Linked DNA regions of Mus musculus: region 2 is linked to region 1. The links are chromatin contacts, called in public Hi-C maps. All regions are on one chromosome and are shown on one strand. The core of a region is the stretch at or near the end of the contact, and the rest is flanking DNA. Distances in the headings are between cores, read along the strand shown.

Evidence for each region. A called contact is a pair of places that touch in the nucleus more often than the background predicts.
Region 2: a contact with region 1 is called in a Hi-C map of uterus, with 7 times the contacts expected there. The contact joins two enhancer-like sites. A contact is called at or near these places in 8 of 484 Hi-C or Micro-C datasets (B cells, the N1E-115 cell line, embryonic fibroblasts and 4 more) and 3 of 115 datasets of contacts at active chromatin or transcription factors (bone marrow-derived macrophages, microglia and stem cell-derived neural progenitor cells).

The regions. Positions count from the first base shown.
Region 1 is chr8:36,107,382-36,112,930 of GRCm38.p6, reverse strand. All of the region lies in intron 3 of Prag1 (PEAK1 related kinase activating pseudokinase 1), which reads right to left. Among named protein-coding and RNA genes, the nearest start is that of Prag1, 15 kb to the right of the region's middle. Within about 2 kb of position 2,175, at least 6 of the 459 cell types and tissues checked have an H3K27ac peak or open chromatin away from gene starts, as enhancers often do. A contact at or near this core is called in uterus, where this site is marked.
Region 2 is chr8:36,344,757-36,350,984 of GRCm38.p6, reverse strand. No RefSeq gene overlaps it. Among named protein-coding and RNA genes, the nearest start is that of Lonrf1, 99 kb to the right of the region's middle. Within about 2 kb of position 3,869, at least 9 of the 459 cell types and tissues checked have an H3K27ac peak or open chromatin away from gene starts, as enhancers often do. A contact at or near this core is called in uterus, where this site is marked.

The sequences.
Region 1 (5,549 bases), core at 926-3,425:
GGGGCAGGAAGCAGAAAGGGCACAGGGCACAGGAAATATAGAATGGGTCTATAAATCTCAAGGCCCAGCCGCCAGTGACACATTTCCTTCGGTGAGATATCTCACTTCGCCTAAATGCTACACCCACAGAAATGACCGAGGACAAAGCATTCAAATACACGGGGACATTCTTTACCCGAGCCGTAATACCAAGTAAGTGTGACACATCGGCACATAGCTGCCCTGTTCTTCTATCAACTCTTATAGATGTGCCCTTTGCCCTGCTGAATATCTTTACATAAAAGATGATCTATCTTATTACCAGTATGTATTAGAAAAATCACAGCATTTGTTTATCTAGTTCAAATTCATAAGATTTCATTTCCACAGTGAGATTAACCCTCCACAGGATTCTGACACATTTCCCATATCTGTTCCCTCCCCCTCCAGTTTTGGATGCAGAAAGCCAACAAGGCGAGGGATGAACACACGCTGCTTAAAGATTTAAAGACTGGAAAAATAAAGTTAAGATATATAAAGAGAAGGACTACCTTAAGAGACAGGTAGTAAGTTAGTAATAAGTGTTATTTACTCCAGCAGGGCTCCGAAAGGTTAGTGTTCATAGATCATTCTAGTCACTCACTGAGCAGAAGCAAAACATCTTGACATTCCAGTTGGAAGTCAGAAATTACATTTTCTGCTAACACTCAACTACAGAACTCTAGGCTAGACAGAAAACAGACCCCATCCCCTAAATAAAGGAAGTATTGAACTCCTAAGTTAATGTAGAGACTGGTTACTGAGTGCCAGCCTTTTAGCACCTTAGATGGTCGATTTTAGGCTTTAACGCCAATTTCTCAAATAGCTAGCACAGGTGTCAGAGTCAGAACTTCCATCTCTGCATGCCCTGCAGACATTACTAATCAATCGCAGCAACCTTTATCACAGGCTAGGTTCTCCCATAAAGTGCTAGAAAAGTCTCTACCTGACCTGAACTGCCATAGAAGATCCTGCCCTCCTGATAGTGGGCACTGGGCCACAAAAGCTTACTTTTGCTTTGATCTATACATTTTAGTTATGAACTATTTTAAATGATGACTGGTTCTAAAATTCTAGGCTCGTCTTCACTTTCTTCAAGTTTCTGTTACTTACTGTCATGTCTACTGATATCAACAATTCTCGTATTCATGCAGTGTATTTTATTCCCATTAATCCTGACTGCCTACGTGGAACACCCAAAGGTAGAGGCCATCCTGATGGGTTTCCCACAATTCAGGAGCATACAGTGACACCCTATCTTGGTTTGAGAGTATTAAACATGTTTTAAAACAGCCGGGCAATGGTGGCACATGCCTTTAATCCAAGCACTCAGGAGGCAGAGGTAGGTGAACCTCTGTGAGTATGAGGCCAGCCTGGTCTACACAGCTTGTTTCAGGACAGTCAGGGCTACACAATCCCTGTCTCGAAAACAAAACCACTTAGGCAAACGGGTATGAAATGGCTCAAAGCCAAACTGCTGGAAGTCAAGGAGTCATTTGCCAGTGACAGAAACAATAACCTGCCAAAGAACAATACCTGAGGGGAAAGAGAAGGCTGCTGGACTAAGGAGGTGAATCACTGGTAAGGTTTGCTGACCAAGAATGAAAACCTGGCTTGGGATCTCAGCATCCCAGGATCCACTGGACACTGTGGCACAAGCCTGTGACACCATTGCTTGGGGAAGACAGGTAGAATGGTGTGTATGTGGGATGTGGAGGCTGGATAGCCAGCCTAGCAGAAATGATGAGCCCCGGGTTCAGTGAGAGAGCCTGTCTTCAAAAACTGAGGTGGAGAAGTGGTTAAGGTAGACCTCGGACTCTGGCCTCTGTGTGCAGGCTCACAGAGCGAAGTACGTGCACACATACGTGCACACATGTGCATTCACTACCCAAACACACTGTAAAGAAATAAAACATAAACAAAAGGGAAAGATCTCTTTGTGAAAACAGCCTTTAATGTGGAGGTTTCCCTTGTCACCCAGCCACTGTGACAAAAGTCCGCCTTCTGGGAAAGCACACAGAAAAAGTCACCCAGCGCGCAGGGCATAAGCTCGTTGAAGTAGGGAATCTTACAGAGTTGCATAGGAAGAGCACGAGCACACGCTTAACATGAAACATTGCTTGGGATCTGTCTACAGCCACTAGAAGCAAATGCTCACCGATTTCTACACAGCGCCTGAAGGTGTCTATGATCAGAAATGTAGTAGTTGTTGCCTGCACAGAGGATAGCAAGGACTGTCTGCCGCTAATCTCTCAACCGTGAAAGAACGAATTATAGCTAATCAAATCAACAATTCCCATAGCATGCCTTGGGGCACTAGCAGAGAGCTGCCTACCAGTTGGTTAATTCCACGCTTCGGAAGCAGTCAGGACTTCCCAGCAGCTAAGTCCATTTGGCGACTAGATGCAGACTGAGGACTGTCATCTAGCTTCGGTCTGTGTTTCCAGACTTCTCTCAGAAAGTATGAAAAAGTTCTACTCAGAGAAGCAACATCACCCTAGAATTCTTGTAATTTGCTGCTCAGAGGAAAATTCTAGATGATTACTACCTGAAAAGAGAATTCTTCTGGTAAGAGGGGATTGGTTCCACACAACTGCTCAGCTTAAAACCAAACCAAACCAAACCAAACCAAAAAACTAAGTAGCAATAAGTAGCAGAGGCCACTTGCAAGACTGAAACGTACAAGTACTGGAGAGTAATTAATCCAAGAAAGAATGCATGGAGCCCCACCGTGTTTGCCCACCTTGAAGCATGGACAATTATTAACCTCAGCTTATTCAACTCAAGGTGGCAACGTTCCACTGAGCAGGGGCAGGCAGGGAATTACAATGGGTGCCCAGTGAAAAGCTAGAGAGAAACTTGCTTACTCCATAGTGTGCTATGGCCTTCTTAAAAACGAAACATTCCGCCTGGGCGGTGGTAGCACAGTCCTTTAATCCCAGCACTTGGGAGGCAGAGCCACAAGCAGATGGATGTCTGAGTCTGAGGCCAGCCTGGTCTACAGAGTGAGTTCCAGGACAGCCAGGGCTACACAGAGAAATCCTGTCTCGAAAAACAAAAACAAGAACAAAACCTAACTAACTAACTATTCTGGGCTGGCAAGATGATACAGCATGTAAGGGCATCTGCATGCCCTGAACCCAATGCTCAGAACCCACCCGAAGGGGAAACTGACTCCACGAAGTTATCTCTGACCTTTACACACACAGCCTGGCACATGCACCTACACACATCATACTCAGCAATAATTTTTGGATGTTTATTTATTCTGTGCTATGTGCACATGTGTGTGCATGTGTGTACTCTGCACATCAAGAGCATGGTGCTCAGAAGACAGTGTTGGGGTGCATGCTGGGAACTAAACCTGGGTCTTTTCCAAACGCAATAAACACTCTTAACTATGAAGTCATCTCTCCATCCCCCTAATAATAATTTAAAAAAAAATTCCTCCCTGAATATCTACTATATATGGTTCTTTGCTAAAAGATGTGATAGAAATTCTAAGCAAGAACTCATGAGACATAACTTGTGCACTCTCGGGAATGTAGTCTCTTGAAGAGATGAAAACGTGGGCCAAGTTTTAATGTAATGCAAGGCACACTGTGCTACCATCACGAAATGAGGTATGAACAGGGCACAGGACTACCACAGGACTTAGGCTCAGAACACTTCATATTCCAAGTTATTTGCTTCTTCTGTCAACTTCTCTTGAGCATCACGTTGAGTAAGAAGGTAGGTGCTTTTCTGGAAAAATTAGTCAACAGGACATATAACTCATGACTCGTGCACACTGAACTGAGTTCATGGCTCTGTTACTGAACAGAGAGCACAGGCTGCGGCGAGAACCCAGATCTACGAGAACAGGTCTTAACAAAGACAGTCAAAGCCGGGAACAGCCTTTGGTTGTCACACTGCACACCTGCTCACTGAGGTCACACTGCACACCTGCTCATTGAATTCACACAGATGCAATCCTCAGAACCCAAGAGGGGAAAAAACCCTATTGCTGGGCTTTTAGCATCTTGCACACAGCCTAATATAAAAAGTAGGTCATTAGTAGATATCCAGTGATTTAAAGAATCTCTAACTCCTAGGAATAGTCATGGGCATATGCTCAAAACTGTATAGAAGTCCTTTAAAGATTGTATTATATACACACATACACACAGATATACATACCTATGTATGTATATATATATATATATATATATATATATATATCCATCAAGTCAGCAATTGTTAAAACATTATAAGATTAAAAGACAGGAATTAATTTGGGGAATTAATTTTAATAATTCCTGCCTGCAAAATATATAATTCCCCGTTTCCAGATTCTGTCTACAAGCCCATGGGAAGAGGCCAACTGCTGGCTTGCCTATGGTGTAGCAGAGTATAGTCTTCACTGTTGACACATGGGCCTTGTTCCATTTGTTCTGCTGTGTGTAGAGAGTGTGCAGTTTCTCCCACAGAATGTGCTCAGCATGTGTTCACCCTAACCCAACTCCACCTCTCATTTAAACATGGCCAGAAAGGCTGCACATAGCTAGAGAAGATTCTCTATACACAGTGCTTCCTAACCATAAAGTGACTTCAAATTGCCACCCAGATAGGCCCACGCAGTCTCAAGACTTCCTATGCCCTGGTGTCAGTCCCTATGATTCGCTCCAACATGGACTGGGGCTGATATAAAGTGTTAGAAGCTTTAATCAGATTGGATATGGACACTGAAGATAAATGGCCATCTCAGTCACTCTCCTTCCATTCTTGGGGGATCGTGCTGTGTGACCACGTTTCGGGAGGACACCACACAATGAAGACGTGTCAGCTCTTCCCACTAGCAAAGTGCACAGATGCCCTAGCCTTTGTGCATGGAAAGAACTCTACTGGTGACATTGTCCCTCCAACACAGGAGGTGACTGAACAAGGAAGAGCTTCATTTCTGGGCACCCCAAAGAGAGAAAAAACAGCGTACAATGTAGTGGGTTAAATTGAAAATTGGTAACAGCAGAACAAAAATATCGCCCACTTCCGTGGGGAAACTTTTTCTTACATTATTTACCTTACCTGACCCAGACCATACCAAACATAAGCCCAACTGTTTTCTGATTCCGCCATCAAGTTCATCTCTGACCCTGGGCCTATCGTTCGAATTTGGGGTTTCTTTGAGAACTGCTTGTCTGCTGCTCTAATGAGACAAATGGCTATCTACTGCCCGTGTCACTCAAAACTCGTAAGTCATGTCAAACTAGATTTGGCTCTGCCCAGAAACAAAAGACACAAAGCAACTGGATTTCTGGGCATGTTAATTGCTTTCCCAGGTCCTGCCGCTCTCCTTTAGCTGCCTCCTGAAGGTGAAGTGTGCACACATGCATGCACATACGCACGCACGCACAGCCCACACTTCTTGCCTGCAGTTTTTGGTTTCCTAGCCAACAACCAGCAGTACTTGTCAACCCTTATCTTGTAATCCTGTCTTGAACAAGGTGACCCAGAAACCAGGTAAGGTCCATCATCCTAAGCCGTGTGAGTTT
Region 2 (6,228 bases), core at 2,620-5,119, 240 kb before region 1:
GGGCTCAAACTCAAACGCAGGGCAGAGGACAATGACCTTGATTTTCTGCTGCCACCTCCTAAGCTCTGGAATTATGGGCATGCAGCTGACCACAGTTTCCTTCTTGAAAAATACAGCTGTACCAGTATAGAGTGGTGCACTGATGTCTTTCCATCCCTCTCAGAGATGACCATCCTCCTGTTCTTTCATCATGTATGTGTGTGTCTTAGTTAGGGTTTTACTTCTGTGAACAGATACCATGATCAAGGCAACTCTTTTTCTTTTTCATTTAGTTTTTTTTTTTTTGCAATTTTTTTAATTAGATATTTTCTTTATTTACATTTTGAATGTTATCCCCTTTCCTAGCTTCTCCTCCAAAAACCTCCTATCCCTTCCCCCTTCTCCCTACTCATCAACCCACCCACTCCCCCTTCCTGGCCCTGGCAGTCCCCTACACTGGGGCATATAACCTTCACAAGACCAAAGATCTCTCCTCCTATTGATGACTGACTAGGCCATCCTCTGCTACATATGCAGCTAGAACCATGAGTCTCACCATGTGTTTTCTTTGGTTGGTGGTTTAGTCCCAGGGAGCTCTGGAGATACTGGTTAGTTCATATTATAAGGCAACTCTTATAAGGACAACAGTTAATTGGGGCTGACTTACAGGAGGTCAACCCATTATCACCAAGGCAGGAACATGGCAGCATCCAGGCAGGCATGGTGCAGGAGGAACTGAGAGTTCTACATCTTTATCTGAAGACTGCTAGTGGAAGGCTGACTTCCAGGCAGCTGGGATGAGGAAGGGTCTTAAATCCACACCCACAGTGACACACCTACTCCAACAAGGCCACACCTCCTAATAGTGCTACTCCCTGGGCCAAGCATGTACAAACCATCAGAGTATATCTGTCTGTCTGTATGTATGTATGTATGTGTGTAATTAACTGTAGCTTTTCTTCCTGTTCTTTTAACTAGAGCTTCATTCATATCAATTTTACGATGCTAAGTTAATTACTCAATTATAAGAAACTGGTTGCAACTTGAGAGGCTCTGAAGGACTCACAGCCCCCACAGCCTCCTTGTCTTTTCTATCATCCTCGGACCCCCTATTTCAGGGTCAGTGGTCCTTTTTATTTTAGCATCAAGTGAGCTAACAAATAAGTAGTGTCACTCCTGGCAATGCCACGTTTGGTGATTCCAGCTGGAGGTCCAGGAGACCCCTTCTCACAGCACAGATGACCTACAGAGATGGCTGCGTAGAGGACATCTCAGCCATACAATGTGGACACTGAAGCCTCCCACCGTCAGGAGAACCTGGGGCCCAGTTACAAGGTGGCTTCCTGAGGAGCTTGCTGTAGACGGAGATCCTTTTGCTTGTTTTGCTTGTGGATTAGCTTGAGTGCGCTCTAAGCTAAGATCCTGCTAGAGCAATATTTTTACTTTGGTTCAGAGTATAAAGGAAGATGGTCTTGACACGGATAGTTAAAACTCCAGAGAAAGGTCTGAATTTTGAAAAAATGACAGGGAGTTTGAAATGAAACAACCTCTCTGTTTCAAGAGTGAAGACCTTCATTAAAAGGATGGAGAGGGAGGGAGCTGGGATCTGGATAACTGAATGCTAAGCACACACGTGATTCCTGCCTGGTTCTCAAGAGAACGCATAAATGAAGAGCAAGAATCATGACGGTACCAAGCTGTGAGAATAGCTATACTGGAGGCTGGAGCAGGAGCCTTGAGGGTTGCAGGTTCAAGGACAGCCTGGGCAACCAAGCAAGATCTCATTTTAAATTTTAATAGTGAAAATAAGTCTGGGCACATGGATCCGTGAAAAGGGGCTTGTGTAACATCTATGATATCCGGAGTTTAACTCAGAGTGCTTCAATTCTTTTCATTGTTTCACGATGCTTTGAGGCATAACCAAATAACTAGTCATCAGCTCTGTCTTATAGAATTCACCCCACACCGGTGAGAAATAAAAGGGAAGATTAAATTCCGTCATGCATTAGAAAGAACCAAAGGGCTAGAGAGAGGTTTCTTGGTGGTTAAGAGCAGTCGTTCTTACAGAGGATCTGGGTTTGGCCCCCAGCACCCACACGGTGATTCAGTATGGTCCCTAAATCCAGTTCCAGGGTACACAGGGTACATAAACATGCTTTTGAGAAGAACACTCAAAACACAATAAACTACCCAATAAAGATTCAAGAGAGGGAGGGAGAAAGAACAAGAAGTCCATTCGGACCTGGAAGCGATATTCTAGAACATCTGCATGTGCCATCTGCTTAAACACGGTGATAACACTGGATACTGGCTCACTAGCACACCACTTCAGAGTTTGAATGCTTACTTGATCCTAGGCCTGGTGTGAAGTGCTTTTTGATGTAACCCAGATGCTTCCAAGCTCTTCGGCTTTCTATGGGTCTGTCTCCTTCAATACCAAGATAAAATACCATGAGCCTCCATTCCCCATAAAGCTCAAAGCCCTCAAACACCTATCACAATACTTCAGGAGCTTTCAGAGAGAGCCTCTGTGTGTGTGTGTGTGTGTGTGTGTGTGTGTGTGTGTGTGTGTGTGTGTGTGTGTGTGTGAGTGAGTGATGGGTAAGGGCAGGAGACTCTTGTCTCCTCTTCTAATTTCTTCTCACTGGCTGAGTTAGTCACCAGCTCTTCCTTTCTCTGCTGTCTTTGTGCCAGTCTGGAATTTTCTCTCTTCTGTTTGTTCCCATAAACTTCATCACACTCATGCTGGCAACATACTTTTCTGGGCAGTAGGAGGCAAAGATAAGTACACAGAGAACTGAAGACAAGCTGGAATATCCTACACCTAACGCTTCTCTTCTTTTACAAGAACTTTCCCATCTATATCTCCTTTCCTCCAAACTGCCTCAACCTTACATCCTGATCCCTGCACAAGATGAAGTGATCTGGACTTCAAAACATTACCAACATAGTAACCTAGACTTACAGAGACAGCCAAATAGCCTTGCCCATTGTACATGAAAGAAATACCGTCACAATGTTTCCTAACCCAGGCAGCAATTCTAAGCAGTCTCTCCAAAGAACATTCTTAGCCAAGTGTGTTAGGACATTCCTACAATCTCAGTCCTAGGGAGACTGAAGCAGGTGGTTACTGAGTTCATGGCCAGCCTAGACTATATAACATTGTATTAAGACTGTTTCCAAAGCACAAACAAGTGCTTAAAAATAACAACAGGAAGAAATGTGTGTTCTCCCACAAGCCTTGGCAACTCAGTGCGCACCTCAAGCAAGTGGCTGTCATCTTCATTTTGTAGATGAAGCAACTGGGGACTAGTATGGCAGCTTACCCAGCTGCAAGTAGCAAGAGTGCCCTGCAGCCTATAGACAAAAACTTTCACAACTTTATCTGGCCTGAAAGTATGAGTTTCCAGAGCCAGATCCTGGGTTTTGTCCCTAGCACTGCCAAAATGAAAGAGTATAGCCATATGCCCTCTACACTCTAGCGTCTATGCATCGCCGACAGAGAAAGGCAACACTGCCGGTGTTGAAGAAAGTGATAGCTAGAGTTTCATGGGCTGGGGGTGGGAGGAAGGGAAGACGTGAGAACTAGTCCAGGCAGGAAGTGATGGAGACTTGGACCAAGGGTGGATCAAGAACATTGGCAATTTGAGGGGGAGTAAGGACAATGTTTACAGTAGCTGCACATTTTTTAGTTTGAGAGACTCGTGTCATTTATTCATTGAACTACTAGTGGACACTTTGCTAGGCACAGCATGCTAGACACCAAAATACCAAAAAGATGATAGTCAGTGAAAATGATGCCTCTCACAGGTGAGACCTGCAGTGCACTGTCCAGCCAGCAGGCAACAGGAAATACCACGTCAACTGGCCTACAAAACAGAGATGCCCAGGGAACACCAGGGGGCAGTATGGGCTCAGCAACCGAAGGGATGCCAACTGCTAATGTCTACGAAGTCTTAACACTTAATCTGTCATTAATCTGTCATTGTCTTGGGTAGCCACTTAGAAGTTTTGGAAAGAATCTTAACTTATTCAATTATTTAAGCACAAACCTTCTCCTTTGGTGGGGGTTTTAAGCAGTGGGATATGTGAACTAATATTGTGTACCTCTTATGTAACAGAAATCATCAAAAACCTTGACTTGTCATAGGCCTAGGATGAGGGCCCTGCCCTTCCAGATGAGCAGATATTTCTAAATGAAAACACATTCCTGTTAACCTGCGCACTACTGTGTTTCCATGTTATAAACCAGTGGCTGCTCTTGAGGGTGAGGGCGAGGATGCTGCCCTCTGAATCTTAGGGTTTGTTACTGCTACACGGTTAGTGACTGAACCAAGAGCTTTGGGTTCCCATGAGTTTCCCATGCATCCCTTTCTGTACGTAGCATGAGCCCTCACCTTGCTTGCCATCCCATCCCACCAGATATCCCACCAGATGCCCGGTACACTTAGTAACCTCTTCCTCTCAAGCTGTTCCTGTCTTTTCTTTTTGATGAGCTCCCTGCCTTCCAAATCCTCACGCATCCCCTGCAGTAACCAGGTTCTGTCACACCTGCGGGTGTGAGAAACCAACCACAAACCAGCACAACAGAGGAAGAACTTAAGGAAGACCCCACCCCCACCCCACCCCACCCCACCCCCCAACACCACCACCATAGGACAGAAAAAGCATTGTCCTCTCTCAGAGGTACTTTAGAAAGACGCCATTGGCAGTTAGTGCTGAGCACACATTGTGCACCTGACAGTTGGTAAAGCTGTGGTTTGCATTTTGCTGTATTGAGTTCATCTTAATTGTTCAATCAATGGCAAATACTTAATATGTCTCTACTAGTCCCTTGTTTCATTTATCTAATTTCAAATTATTCAAACTCTTCAGGTGTTGATCCATAACATATTCAACAAGGTAAAAAAAAATAAGAGAAGCTTATGTTATAAAAAAAAATCTATCCATCAACACAGATATCTGTTTATGCAACTTAGTTGAACCCAAGGGGGGCAAAGAAAAGTACACATTGGAAAACTGGCATGAAGGAGAGAGAATAGATGAAAAAATAATTCAGTGGAAACATCTGGATATGAGGAACATCACAGAAGGCAACTGTCAATATTTTTAAGACAAAGTGAGCCTGACCCATTTTAGCCCCAAAGGCAACAGACATGATGCATGATCCCAAACCAGGAAAAGAAGTTGTTATAAGCATGAATTGCCCTTGGCACATGGTGGGACACATGTCCCTTCACTGCCATTACCCAGGAGCTAGGAGCAAAGCTTTAATTAAGTTCGAGGCCAGCCTGGGGTTTATAGCCAGACCTTGTCTTAAGAAAGAAAGACTGGATGGGCAGTCGTGGTGCACGCCTTTAATCCCAGCACTTGGGAGGCAGAGGCAGGCAGATTTCTGAGTTTGAGGCCAGCTTGGTCTACAGAGTGAGTTCCAGGACAGCCAGGGCTATACAGAGAAACCCTGTCTTGAAAAACAAAAAACAAAAACAAGCAAACAAATAAAAAGACTGAGATAATTAGAAAAAATTATATATACAGACTTTACATCAGACAGAGTATTATATCAATGTTACATTTCTTGAATCTGATCCTTGGGTCATAATTATGTAAAGGAATATTCTTATTCTTAGACTGTAATGGTTTGGATATGACCTGTGTCCGTGCTCATATTTTGTATAGTTGTTCCTCAGCTTTGGGCATTATTTCAAAGGGTGTGGAGCTTTTAAGAGGTGGAGCCTACCTAGTGAAAGTAGCTCGCTATGGACGGACCCTGAACGTCACACCCACTTTTGGCTCTGGCCTGTATCATCTGGTCTCCACTGTGGAGGAAGACTCCGTTATACATTCCCACAACCCATGGCTGCAGCAGGCCTTTTTCTCTATGTGACGCTTGAATCCCCTGAAACTAGGTAGCATAAGAAGCTTAAGTGGCATTTGTCATACAAGTCACAACAATGATACACATACATACATATAAACCTATGGGGAAAAAGACTAAGGCTGGGAAATTACAACAGAATTATGTTGAAAGAAACATATGCAGGGGATGAGGGGAGGGCTCAGTGGGCTAAGGAACTTGCTATGAAAGCGTAGAGACATGAGTTCAAATCCCTAGTACCTACATACTAAGTTATATGTAACCACATACCCTTATAATGCCAGTGTTGGTGGGGGTGGAAGCAAGAGGATTGCTGGGGATTGCTGGTTGCCAGACTAGCTTCGAGTTCAGAGAATGGGTGTATCTCCAGG